Linked DNA regions of Mus musculus: region 1 is linked to region 2. The links are chromatin contacts, called in public promoter capture Hi-C maps. All regions are on one chromosome and are shown on one strand. The core of a region is the stretch at or near the end of the contact, and the rest is flanking DNA. Distances in the headings are between cores, read along the strand shown.

What was found. Capture Hi-C pulls out chosen DNA fragments and counts their contacts.
Region 1: a contact with region 2 is called in a promoter capture Hi-C map of adipose tissue. The contact joins the promoter of Lypd5 here to the promoter of Zfp61 in region 2. A contact is called at or near these places in 2 of 484 Hi-C or Micro-C datasets (ECoMG myeloid progenitors and morula), 2 of 115 datasets of contacts at active chromatin or transcription factors (double positive thymocytes and embryonic stem cells) and 3 of 9 other capture datasets (adipose tissue, liver and pancreatic islet).

Annotation. Positions count from the first base shown.
Region 1 is chr7:24,344,767-24,352,081 of GRCm38.p6, forward strand. Lypd5 (Ly6/Plaur domain containing 5) reads left to right here and starts at 4,430. Exons shown (of 5, transcript NM_029806.2): 1 at 4,430-4,536; 2 at 6,758-6,886. The coding sequence starts at 4,479.
Region 2 is chr7:24,296,049-24,302,854 of GRCm38.p6, forward strand. It overlaps Zfp61 (zinc finger protein 61), which reads right to left and starts at 3,501. Exons shown (of 7, transcript NM_009561.2): 1 at 3,145-3,501; 2 at 2,226-2,327; 3 at 1,525-1,690. It overlaps Zfp94 (zinc finger protein 94), which reads right to left. Exons shown (of 6, transcript NM_001199321.1): 6 at 5,656-6,806. The coding sequence ends at 6,507.

The DNA.
Region 1 (7,315 bases), core at 3,180-5,679, 50 kb after region 2:
TGACAGATTCCTGAACTTTTCATCTAATGCTAGGGGTGTGGGTGGGGCTCTCACCTCTTCAGAGGGCTATGGGGAGGGTGGTGAACTCCCTAGGAATCCCAGTAGGGCACTTTGGAATCATTGCCACCTGTAAACATTGCCTCCCATAATGGAGAATTCCCCATGTGACACCTCAACATCTTCAACAAGTCCCTGAGGCTATCAGTCAAGAACACTCACAAGATCACACACAAGATCACATACACACATATACAATATTACATACACACACACACACACACACACACACACACACGACTCTCTCAGCTTCCATCCTTCAATTCTGCCACCTTCCACAGTAAGTGCAAAACCCAGTGTCCTGTACTTCCCAGCTAGATTCCACTTCTTAGAGGGCCCAGACTCCATCCACCCTTCCCAGCAGGGACCAGAGAAGCAGGATGAACAACACGGATGCCAAACAGGTTCTGGGAAATGAGGACTAATGGGAGGGGCAGAAGCCCGATAACAGGAGAGCAGGGGAGCCAGTGTCTGTGACTGCCCACAAGGGCTCCGTGTCTCCCTCAGAAAACATGCACCTGCTGGAGGCCTGGTGGTGCAAGCCTGTAGTCCTAGCACTTGGGAGGTGAAGACGGGAGTTCAAAGTCATCCATGGCTACGTCGGGAGTTTGTGGCCAGCTTGGCCCACACGGGAACACCCTGACACAGGGCTGGGTGATACATAAAGTGCTTACCGTAACACAAGCATGAAGACCTGGGTTGAATCTTCAGAAGCATTGTAAAGAGGGAGCTGGGTGTGGCGTGATCCCAGTGCTAAGAAGTTAGAGACAGGAGGATGCCGGAGACTGCCTGGCCAGGCAGCCTAGACACGCTGATTTCTGCGTGTATGAACACATATATGTGTATGCACACCTCCTCTGAAATCATGTGCACAAATGTACACACGCACATACCATACCCTAACACGTATTACACGCATATCATGTACAGGCACACACATTTCACACCGCACCCCCCCACACACACAGAGTAAACAGACATAATAAAAAATGTTGAGTCAGCGTGGTTGTGCACACCTCTAATGCTGCCACTCTGGAAGCTGTGGCAGGTGGAACTCTGTAAGTTCGAAGCCAGCCTGGTCTACACATGAAGTTCCAGATCTCACTGGGATACATAGCTTCCTGATTCATAAAACAAAACAAAACAAAAAACAAACAAACAAAAACCTCGTTTGTGTTGTTTTGTTTTTTGACACAAAGGGGAAATATTTTCTAATACTATTGCCTTAAATGAGAATTAGACCCAGTTCCTTTAAAACAAAGGGTAGAAGGTGGGAGGTGCTTAATCTGGAATGGAAGGCTGCTCCAGGGACTCTGCTGAGTACATGGACTTTTTCCTGAGACTGCAAAACGTTCTCTCTCCCATTAGGCCAACCGTGCCTGCTCATTGTGGATTATCAACATCAGGATCCTACCTGCCACAGAGATTGGCAGATAAAGGTGCCATCACCCCTGGTGACTGTGTTTCAAAGACACAGCTCCCAGGCCCCTTGGGGAGTGGGTAAGAGAGGGAGGGAGGGAGGGAGGGAAGGAGGGTGGGAGGGAGGGAGAGACAGAGACAGAGACAGAGACAGAGACAGAGACAGAGACAGAGAGACACAGAGAGAGAGAGAGAGACAGGGAGGTTATTAGCCTGAAAACTAGACTGAGGCCAATAGAAGACTCATCTTCCCTCCAGAGGGACTGAGAAAGAAATTGAAATTACAAGGCTTTTGTGGGCCCTGAGAGATGTCTGTTAAGTGCTCACACTGCTCCTGCAGAGGTTCGATTCCCAGCTCACCAACAACTGTAACTCCAGCTCCAGAGGATCTGGCGCCCTCTTCTGGCCCTGCACACATGTGGGCATCTGCACACATGTGTCTTCTGCTCACACATACAATAAAAATAAACGTTAAAAGATACAAGGTCGGGCCTGAAGAGATGGCTCAGTGGTTAAGAGCACTGCTGCTCTTTTAGAGGATGAGGGTTCGAATCTCAGCACCTACACTACTCACTACTGTCTGTAGCTCCAGTTCCAGGGGCCTGGTGTCCTCTTCTGGTCTCCACACACACTGCATGCACACAGTGCAGGAAAACACCCATCCTTATTAGATAGATAGATAGATAGATAGATAGATAGATAGATAGATAGATAGACAGACAGACAGACGGATGGATAAATGATAGATGGACAGATGAATGGATAGATGATAGATGGATGGATGGATAGATGTTACATATAAAGCCCACAAAGTCTTGTATGTATAAGTGTGTAGAAAGGGTAGAGGGTAGGGGGCTTGGTATGTGTAACATATGTATGTGTGTGTCTGTGTCTGTATGTGTGTGTGTTTGTGTGTCTATGTGCTCACCCAGTCAACTAAGCTGGCTGCTCTTTGAGCCTCAGGGATCCTCCTGCCTCTGGTGGTCCAGTATTGGATTTGAGCTGCTGCTCTTGATGTTCTGCCAAGTGCGTGGATCCCAGAGTTCACACTTGCATGGCAGACGTTTCATTGATTGTTTTTGTTTTGAGACAGAGTCTCCTGTAGCATAGGCTGGCTTCGAACCCCTTGTGTCGCCAGCAGGACCTTAAATTCTGACTTTCTTGCCTCCATCCAGTGCTGCAGTGATGGGCTGGGCCACTATGCCCAGCTCCCTTAACTCTGTCTTCAGTGACCCTGGAAGAGAGGAAGGTGTCAGAGCTGACAGGCCTGGTGTCAATCAAATCATTCCCTGCCCCTCTGCCCTCGCCTCAATCACTAATTCAGGAATTTCCTCAAACAGGCTTCTCGCTATCAAATCTCCATCAGTTTTAATTATAGGTATTGAGGAAGCAGGCGGTTCTCCATTTATTTAATAAGGGTGTATCAACACTGTCTGTGGGCGCATCCTGTCTATTAGGGTGTCTCTCCTCCCCTCTGAGCTTGTCTATGTGTCTTCATTTACATCTGTCCACACAGGATTGTGTCTTTTTTTTTTTTCTCCCAGAGACAGGGTTTCTCTGTGTAGCCCTGGTTGTCCTGGAACTCACTCTGTAGACCAGGCTGGCCTCGAACTCAGAAATCTGCCTGTGTCTGCCTCCCAAGTGCTGGGATTAAAGGCGTGCACCACCACTGCCTGACTCAGGATTGTGTCTTCTTGTATCTCTTTTTAACTTAAAAAAAAAAGTTAGCCAGTGTGTGTGTTTGCATTTGTGTTTGCGCACAGAATGTGCTATGTATAAAAGCTCAGACAACAACCCGTGACTGTTGTTTCTCCTCTCCCACCATGTGGGGCTAGAAAATTGAACTCAGGCCATCAGGTTTGGTGACAGTCACTTTTACCAAGTGAACCATCTTGATTCTTCTGTATCTCTCTCTCTTTTTTTTTTTTTAAGACAAGATCTCTTGTATCCCAGACTGGCTGTGTGAAACCCTCTTGCCCACTTTTATGCCATGCTGGGGCTCGAACTCAGGACTTTCCAGATGTTAGGAAAGCACTCTACTGACTAAACTACTTTCCCAACCTTTCTTTTACATTTTTGCTTGAATTTGTTTGTTTTGAGATAGGGTCTCATATGGCTCAGGTCTCAAACTCACTAAGTAGCAGGATGACCTTGAATATCTGATCCTATTGTCTCTGCCTCCAAGCACTGGGTTGACAGGCCCGAACACCTGCTTTATGGAGCGCTGGAGGTGGGACCCAGGGCTTTATGTTTGCTAGACAAGTGCTCTGCCTACTGAGCCACAACCCAACCTGCCATTCTGCGTCTGTGGGTGATCGTCTTCTATTCCTCTCCCTCTCTTGCTTCATTCATTTATTCACTCATTCATTCTCCATTCATTCATTTCTTGTTACAGACATCCGTGGAGGCTGCAGAGGCGTCCCCAGTCCAATAGGAGAGAGAAACCTCTGCCCATCCTATGTGATCAGAAGTGACAGGCAGAGAGGGGAACAGGTAGCCGCTGGCAGCTGAAGAGAGGCAGTGGAGGCAGCGGATGGGGTCAGAGACTCTGGAGAGAGAGGATGTCTGAGTGTCTCCTCCAGATATTCAGTCTCGGGATTACAAGCCCGTGTCTGCGTGAGTGCTAAGAGCTGGAGTAGGGAGGTGGGAAAGGGGCAGGAATCAGGGACAGACCACAGACCATCACAGAATGTAGAAGGGATGATACCAACAGACCTGCGACATACAAATCACCCCCAAAGTCTAAGCTCCAGGCCCCCTAATGCCTTCCTCAGGGCCCAGGAGCCTGAGTCCCCACCCTCTTAATCCGGCAGCTCCACCATGATTACCTAGAAGGACACAGCCCACGTGAAGGAGGGCGGAAGGGTGGGGTGGAGAATCCTGGAATCCTGGCCAGGCTGGGTGGCCAGGATGCCTGGGGATCAGCAGGGAGAACCAGCCCAACTGCAAGCCAGAGTGGAAGGAGCTGTCCTCAGAGTCAGATCTCAGCTCCACAGGCCGCCATGGGGATCCCCAGGACCTTCCTGCACTGCTTCCTCGGGAGCCTGCTCTGCCTGACAGGTACCTGCATAGGCTGAATCCAATGGGCCGAAGAGCCTGAGCCAGGACTCCTGGCTCTGAGGGAGAAGGGCTAGGCTTGGACCCCTGGATCTGAGGAAGGAGAGCTGGGGTTTAGACTCCTGGGTCTGAGGGAAGAGGCTTGGGTCTGGACCCCTGGATCTGAGGGAGAAGGGCTAGGCCTAGATCCTGGGTCTGATGAAGGAGAGGTGGAGCCTGCACTCCTGGGTCTGAGGGAGGAGGGCTGACATCTGGATCCCTGGGTCTGAGGGGAGAGTGCTGATGTCTGGAGCCCTGGGTCTGAGGGAGGAGGGCTGGGGTCTGGACCCCTGGGTCTGAGGGAGGAGGGCTGGGGTCTGGAGCCCTGAGTCTGAGGGAGGAGGGCTGGTGTCTGGAGCCCTGGGTCTGAGGGAGGAGGGCTGGGATCTGGAGCCCTGGGTCTGAGGGAGGAGGGCTGGGGTCTGGAGCCCTGAGTCTGAGGGAGGAGGGCTGGGGTCTGGAGCCCTGGGTCTGAGGGAGGAGGGCTGGGGTCTGGATCCCTACATCTGAGGGAGGAGGGCTGGAGGCATGCTGTCTTGAATCCTGGGATGGTGGAGACCATAGTACTCCCATTCTCATTCCCTCTTCACCCCATCACTGTCATCTCCTCTGGCACAGGTCTTCCTTTCTCTCCCTCCCACCCCCTCATTGAGGGCATTTCTGGGGAGCAATCGGGGCTCTCCCCAGAGCTGGAAAGGACCTTAGCTCCATCTTTGAACCCTCTTCTACAGGGATTTACTCACTTGAGTATGGATGGGCTGTGAAGGACAAATTAGAAGGATATGAAGCAAACCGCTCTTGCACAAGGCTTAATCTGTGTGTATTTGCTCATCGTTGGATGCAGTTTGGTATCTGTGTGTCCTCGAGTTGGCAACTGCTTGTGCTCCTCTGCACCAGATTTCAATATCTAAGAAGTGTGTGTGTGTGTGTGTGTGTGTGTGTGTGTGTGTACACCTGTGTTTGCTAACAAGCCTGACAATCTAAATTTGATTCCCAAAAGAATTGACTTCTAAAACTTGCCCTCTGACCGACACGCATGTCCTGGGGGTAGCATCCTCATGCCACGCTTCCTCTACAACACAGTATATAAAATGCAGTCAGAAAGATTTTGATTTCGAGACAGGATCTCACTGTTTAGCCTAGCTGGCCTGCAACTTTCAAGTGTAGACCAGGCTAGCCTCAAACTCACAGAGACCCACCCATCTCTGCCTCCTGAGTGCTGGGGTTAAAGGCGTGCACAACCATACTTGGCAACTATGTAAATTTTTTAAAATGTTTTTGCATGCTGCAGGACTGTAATCCCAGCGCTCCACCAGCCTCAGCTGCACTGTGAGTTCCAGGCTAGCCTAGGCTACATAAGACCCTGTCTCAAAAAACAACAAAACAAAACATTCTTTGACTGTCAGTTTCTCTCCACATTTTTTGAAAAAAGAAAAAGAAAAGAAAAAAAAAAAAAAAAACAAGATCTGTGTGTAATTTTCCACGTACATGCCCACTGTCTCTGTGTTATCTCTATGGCTTGCATGTTAATATCTTTGTGTACTTAGATATTAGAGTGTGTGTTTTCTTTCTGCCTATTTATTTCCATGTTTCTAAATATCCTGTATCCATATATGATTTCTAGACTACTTTGATGAGATCATGTGTTTTCCTCATTCTTTTTGCCGTGTGTGTGTGTGTGTGTGTGTGTGTGTGTGTGTGTGTGTATTGGCACATGCCACAGCTCACATGTGGAAGTCAGAAGACAACCTTCAGGAGTTGATGCTCTCCTTCCACAAAGTAGGTCCCGGGCATCGAACTCAGGAAGTAAGGCTTGGCAGTTAGCATCCTTGGCTGCTCAGCCATCTTGCTCTGCATGCAATAAGTACAAACCTGTGCCAGAACTTAGAGTTCTGGCTGGGTGTGTGTTGCCCCACCCTCTTCCTGCCACAGGTGTAGATGGTTTCAGGGTGTCTGTGGAGGGGTGGGCAGAACAGGAAGAAATCACTAAGGCCCTTATGTAAATGACAGAGGTCTTCCAGGACCTTGGCAGCACCTGGTGATGCCAGGCAGGCTCAGCCATTGCTGACATCATTCTCTCATGGTGGCATGAGACACAGCAGCCTGGTGTGTATCTGTCCCACACTGCATGGAGTCCTAGGTCCTGTGATAGCTCCTCCTGACCTCCTCCCCACCCTTCTCCTAGGCTCCCAGGCCCTACAGTGCTACAGCTACGAGCACACCTACTTCGGGCCCTTCGACCTCAGCGCTGTGAAACTCCCCAGTGTCTCTTGTCCTGAGGGGTGCTCTGAGGTGGTCTTGTCGCTGGATACCGGTGAGGACAAGAGGGCAACGAAAGGATAAGCAGCCCGAGAAATAGAGAAGACAGAGAATAGAGGGATGGGGAAGAGAGAGGAAGAGAAACGTACTCAGTAGAAGAGGAGGAGAGAGATAAAGGAAAGTGGAGAAGAGTGCAGGGATGGTGGGGAAGCAATGAGTGGACTTGGTGGTTCACACCCAAGACCCTGGCACCCTGGAGGTAGATGCAGGAATGCTTTTGTGTTTGTGGCCAGCCTGGACTACAAGGCAAGACTTTGTCAGAGGGAAAAAGAGAAAGAGTCCTGGTGGCACACATCTCTAATCCAAGCACTTGGAAAGTAGAAGCAAGAGGATTATCCTTGGCTATGTAAATTGTAGGCCAGCCTGGGCTACATGAGACCCTGTCTCAAAAAAATGAACAAACAGGGCTGGAGAGATGGCTCAG
Region 2 (6,806 bases), core at 2,251-4,750:
AGAAGTCTCGTCAGTGCCACTGACCACGCGGCTGACCCTTGTCAGATAGTCGGGTGCGTGTTCCTTGCGGCCTACGGTCAGAGGATGACAACGGTGGCGTGGACGATAGGAACTCCACATAGGAGCTCGTCACAGAACACTGTGCCCAAGCACAGCAGACCAGATCTCCTTGTACTAATTTTTTGCAATTTTCTCAACGTTTTAAACTTCCAGTGGCGATAATGGTGAGGATGGTAAACGTGGAAATAGCATCTAATGCTAATTCACTGTAATGGGTACTGGGTGGGCGTCCCACTCCTGATGGGAGGGAGTACACTAGTACACGCAAAGCAATACATCCACTCTCGGGAGCCTACAAGGAGCATGTCGGGAACACACCATTGCCTCACGTTGCTTGGGATTTTTAGCAGCTGTGACTGTTGACAATATTCATTAAGCAAGGTAGTGGTGGTCGGGGGGAGGGGGGGATCACAGTGCTGTGAGTACAGGGTACCCCACACCATTTTATCTGTGCCAGGCAGCATGGTGACCCTTCTGAGCCTGAATTTTGAGATGAGACCCTTCCCTGAACTGTTTACATGTGACCTGTGTGGGAGTCACCTGGGATGCAGACTGCAGGGGTGTACGTGCAGGAGTTCTCAGTTAGATGGGCAGGGTTTGGGGTGTACGTGCAGGAGTTCTCAGTTAGATGGGCAGGGTTTGGGGTGTACGTGCAGGAGTTCTCAGTTAGATGGGCAGGGTTTGGGGTGTACGTGCAGGAGTTCTCAGTTAGATGGGCAGGGTTTGAGCCTGGGTACTGTCCCAGGAGAGGAAATTCTCTCTGCTGGTTCACGGTGAGTTTCTAAACTGCTGCATGGGACAGCCCAGTCCAAGGAACACAGCTGCCATTTAAAAGAAACTTACCCAAGAAAACCTGACAGAACCAAACTAAAAGAGCCATTGTTCCAGTTGCATACTAAAGTTGTAACAGTTCTGTTTTTTTTTTTTTAACATGATCTGTAATTTTAGACATCTCCATGTCTATAATGTTAAAAAAAAAAAAAAGTTATTTGGAAATACCAGAATTGGTGAAAACAGGGCTGGTGAGATGGCTCAATGGGTAAGAGCACTGACTGCTCTTCCGAAGGTCCTCAGTTCAAATCCCAGCAACCACATGGTGGCTCACAACCACCCATAATGAGATCTGACACCCTCTTCTGGTGAGTCTGAAGACAACTACAGTGTACTTGCATATAATAATAAATAAATCTTTGGGGGAAAAAAAGTTAAAAAAAAAAAAAGAATTGGTGAAAACAACTTTTTTTAAAAACCTAATACCAGGGACTGGGGAGATGGCTTAGTTGGTAAAGAGCTTGCTGGGCAAAGCACAAAGACCTGCGTTTCATCCCAAGGGCACATTTTACTTGAAAAGTCAGGGGTTGGGGAGGAGGGGGCTGCATGCCAGTGGCACACACAGATCTATAAAGCCAGTTCTGCGAAGGCAGATAATGGCATCTCTCCTGCTTCTTGGTCAGCTGGCCTCACCTAATTAGGCAATCTCGAAGTCCACGAGGGAGGATTTGGTGGATAAAAGCTTTTACCACCAAGCCCGAGTTTGGTCCTCAGGATACACAGGATGGTAGATGGGCAGCATCTCCCCAGCGTGGTCTTCTAATCGCCACACCCACACCGCAACTCACGTTTTCCACCCCTACATAAATATTAAACAGAAAAACAGTGGATGGTTCCTGGGAACCCGAGGTTGACATCCGGCGTCCATACATGTACACACACACACATGTACACACACACGTACACACACACAGGTCTCAATAAATGTACAAAGCCCGCTCTCAAGATCCCTGCAAGCCAGTGCTAACCTATATTCATGATACTGGCTGGCTTCCTCTGGGAGCTTGGACCAGTAAAATGTGGGTTTGAACAGCCTATTGTCAGAGGCTAGCCTGGGATATGGCCCCCACCCTTGGGTTCTTGGAAAGAAAACTCTTTTACCCTCTCATGCAGTGCCAAGGCTTAGAAACCCCCGCTTGTGGGTTTTTTTTTTTTCCTTTATCCATCCCTTCACCTAGTGCTGGGGGTCACTCTCCTTCCTGTCCCATCGGGAAGGTCTGTGGCCCAAGTTCAAAGTAGGACAAGGATGTTCGTGTGCTTGCTTCCGAGTTGTGGTGCCTGGTGGTCTCTTCGGGGTTTCTGCCATCTGGGCACAACACTCTGTATAGACTCACCTCTAATAAAAGTTAATCCCAGGTGTACGACCCACACATCCTCCAGCGTCAGCCAATCTTAGTCACTTATGGCTTCCAGCACTGCTTTTTGGGAAGTCAGGGCTGCAGGGAAACCAAAAATTGTAAAATTATAAAATTCCCTACATTACATCTCACAGTTCCTGCCCCAGTACCTGCTGCAAGCAGCCAGCTCCTTCCTCTAAAGGTCATAGATGGGTCACAACTGTGACGGCCAAGAACTGGATGAAGTATTACTATGGTCTCTCCATGAGACCTGCATGCCAGGCAGTTTTGAGTGTTTCACCATCCTTTTTTTTTTTTTTTTCTCTCCAAGTATGCTACTAGGAAGGTCTAATGTCTGTCTTTTGCAGAACACCCAAGATATGCACAGAGAGATCTGCTAGTGCGGCAGGGGCAGAAGCAGAGCCGACTAGGGGGTGGAGAAGGTGGGCGCCGCGGGAGCAGGGAGGGAGCTGCAGAAGGGGAGCGGTGGCCGCAGGCGGAGAGGGGGGCTGCAGGAGGGAGGTGGCTGCAGGAGTGAGGGGGACTACAGGAAGGGAGAGGGGGCTTCAGAGAGGAAAAGAGGGCTGCAGGGAGGGAGGGGGGTAACGAGGGGAGAGGGAAACTGCAGAAGGGGAGGGCTGCTGCAGGCGGGAGGGCTGCTGCGGGCCGGAAGAGGGGGTCTGAGGGCAGGGAGAGTGGGTTGCAAGAAAGGGCTGCAGGACCAGAGAAGGAGATTGAAGGCAGGAGAGGGCTGCGGGCAGGAGGGGAGGGGAGCTGCGGAATGGGAGAGAGAGGGCTGCAGGCAGGGAGAGGGGGCTGCGGGGACGGGGCGGGGCGGGGGCACTGCAGAAGCCGCTCGCGCCGAGGGCCTGCAGGCACCAGGACGCTCCCTCCGGAGCTCGCCGCTGCTCCTTACCTTTCAAACCTCGCTCCTTCCTTTTCACCCGAGACGCAATTGCTGTCGATCTCAGAAGCATCTAGCGGGTCATTCTGGAGGTTCCTGGCTAAAATAACTCAAATCCAGGGGGACAGATGGCTACAGGCTAGCCTGAAGCCGACGAGTTCCCAGAATTCCGCGTGGAGAAACCGTGCGTGACGCTCGGCTCCCTCAGTGGTAACGGAAGTGAGGATGCAGAGGCGCGGGTGGCCGGTCCCGAAGCTAGGGGAGGAGCACCATCCTCCCGTATTGGATTTCCCTGTTGTTTTTCATTTCCCATACTCCCTAAGAAAGTCTTGGACAGCAACGTCTTTACATTGGAGGATGTCTGCCTTAGGACGTATAGGCTTTGGCGCTGGAGAGATGACGTGGTGCGGAGAGCGCTACTAACTGCGGAGCTCAAAACCGTAGTTGCTCCAGCTCCGGAGGACCCGTCGCTCTCTCGTGGCGTCCTCGAGCACTGCATGTACAAGGTACACAGACAAAACATGCAGAGAAAACATCCATAAATAAATAAATAAATAAATAAATAAGTGAGTGAATAAATAAACTTTCCAAAATACTAAAATAAATAAATAAATAAAATAAATCATTTATTGGTGTGTTCATGCATGCGTGGGGAGCGTGCGTGCATGTTATGTGAGACCCCCGAAACTGGGGAGACCTCCGCTCAAGTCCCGGGATGAGCTGGCACCCCAATAAAACCACACCTGATGCAAAACCACAAGAGGCTTTATTGTCAGCTAGCTGAGGACCGCGCAGGGCAGGGGAGTTCGGCCCCCAGAGGTAACAGTAGGGGGGGGGTCTTTTAAAGGAAAAGTGAGGAATTGGGAGGAGTTGGGAGGAGAGTTGGCAACAGTTCTTCTCTGGCGAGGTGGGGGAGTGAGCTATAGCTCCTCTCCTGTGTCTATCTCCGTGTCCTTGGCACAGGGAGCCAAGCAAGGGCCTGGCTAGGTCTTCCTACAATTATCGCATCTCTGGTTGTAAGGCACAGAAAAAAAAAAAAAAAAAAAAAAAAAAAGCTTTTTGCTGGCTATAGAGAACAAAGAGCTTCTTTCTGGCTGTATCCCCAGAGATCGGGGAAAACGGGCTTGGGGGAACGCTCGGGGTCTCACAGTTACAGCGCAAATGAGGAAGTCATAGGACAGCGTACAGGAGTAAATCTCCTTGCAGTCACTATGTGGGTGCAGGGGACCCAACTCAGGTTGTCAGGCTGGGCAACAGGAGTGTTTACCTGCTGAGCCACCTTGCCAGCCCTTGAAAACTCATAAACCCCAGCACAAGAGCCAACTTTTTAAAAGGAGTGAAGATTCAAACATGGTTCAGCAATTTCAATAGAAATAAGAGTAGCAAACATGGACATGTTTATCTTTAGAATTTTTTTTAAAGAAATGGATATAGGCAAATTACCTTGTGGGGGGAAAATGATAACATGTGAGAACTGAACTATCGCATGTTGATGGCAAGAATACAAAGCGGACAGCTGTGTATTTTTTAAAGTTGCTCTTAGAAAAGTTAAATATATTACCATTGATCAACGTAGTAGTAATTCTAGATGTAAATGGCTGGCTGTTTCACAGCATAACCCATTCTCTTAACTCCCTCCTTCCAGTTTCCAGCCCAGGCCCCTTCAAACATTTCTCCCGGCCACTCCTCCCTCAGTTTTCCAACAGCGTAAACAGTCCTTCTCCGGCTTTCCCCATTCTAACCGCTCCAAGCTATAACATCGGCTCTGCCTGTCTACTCAGCTCAGCTTCTCCTGGCTCAGCTGTCTCAGAGTTCCTTCTGTCCCTACTGCCTTCTCCTCTACCCCGCCCCTTCGCTTCTACTAGCTCCGCCCCGGCCCCGCCCCCGGCCCCTTCTCCGCCAAAACTGGCTTTGTTCTCCTTGGTCTCCTGAAGTTTCTCAGTCCCTGCTTCTTTACAAGAAATGATGGAAGCTGTTGCCTATACAGTGAGAGCTTGCCTTTATTTCATTAGCTTGTTTCTCATCATTTTCTTTTCAATCAACTGAGCTCCGTGTTTATTTCACTGACTTTAGACTCAAGTTGGAGATAGTTACTGTGGCCCATAGCTGACTCAGAAACCACTTTTGGCATAAAAATAGATTGATTATTTTAAATATGCAATTCCTTTTTCTTGCTTTCTAATTCTTTTGGAATTTTTTTAAAGATTTACTTATTTTATGTATGTGAGTACACTGTCGCTGTAGCTGTCTTCAGACACACCAGAAGAGGGCACCGGATCCCATTACAGGTGGTTATGAGCCACCGTGTGGTTGCTGGGAATTGAACTCAGGACCTCTGGAAGAGCAGCCAGTGCTCTTAACCACTGAGCCATCTATCTCTCCAGCCCTCTTTTGGAAATTTTTCTGAGACCATATATGAATTAAATGTTGTTTCCTCCTTTAGCCTCTTCAGGAAACTCCATGCTTTGCATCCACTGCAGCTGGCAGACTGAATAAAAATTTTTCAAGTGACTGTCTTTCTCAAGGCTGGCTTAACAGTTTACTGAAGGCATATGATGTCTTAGGCACTGCTTGTGAATATAGGTACGCAATGTAGATATACAATTCAAACATGTACTATTAATTGGGAAGAAATGTATTTTAAACAATTTCAGTAAGTGGTAATTTATTAACCACAAAACCTAACTTGCACAGTAGTGCCGTGGAACACTTTCTGTAAAGGGGAGTAATGAGGATGGTCAAAATCCCACTGAGACACACAACAGAGTCTGCAGCTGAACTAGAAGACCGAGAACAGGAAAGCTCCGTGAGCAACGCTTCCGGAAGAACAGAAAGCATGTGTACTGTAGAAAGCCATGCAATTTGTCATAGACAACAACGCCGACCCTGAGCAGAGAGGCTGGGCCCTGTGTGTGGTGATGGTGTGTTCTGAGGAAGGCTGCAGTGAAGTCACACAGTTGCATCATGGGTAAGAGCTGCCAGAAGCTCCTAGAACCTGTTGAATTCTGAGGTTTTGGTCCCTGGATATGCAGAAAGCTTGTAGTGTTCCTAAATATCTTGTGACTGTCACTTACGGTAATGAAGCCCCACACGGGGTTGCAACCAGCAACATAAGAAAGTGATCTGGTTCCTTCCTTTGAGATACCTCCAGGTCACACTCAACTTTCCCCCGGTTGGTTACTGTCTCCATGTGTTAAAGGTCAAGGTTCTGACTGAAGTCTACATGGCTCCAACTTACAAGGCTTCTCTGCTTGTGGTCTCCCAAGCATCAAAATGCATCCTGGTCCAGTCAAAATACTAATACTACAACTCCCTTGAGAACTCTAAGAGTTGGGACCTTTCAGCTTCCAGTTGAAATATCAAACTATAAAACATTATAGAGTTTGTTTCCCCTGTGAGCCTTCTGATGCAGGCAAATCCTTGCGACCCTCATCCTCTGCATGGGCGCGCTGGTGAATTAGGAGACTTGAGCTCCAGCTGAAACCCTTCCCACACTCCTCACATCTGTATGGTTTCTCTCCTGTGTGAACTCTCTGGTGGGCCTTGAGGTATGAGCTCCAACTGAAGACTTTCCCACACTCCTCACATTTGTAAGGTTTCTCTCCCGTGTGGATCCTGTGGTGGTCATGGAGGTAGGACCTCTGCCGGAAGCGTTTTCCGCATATGTCACATCG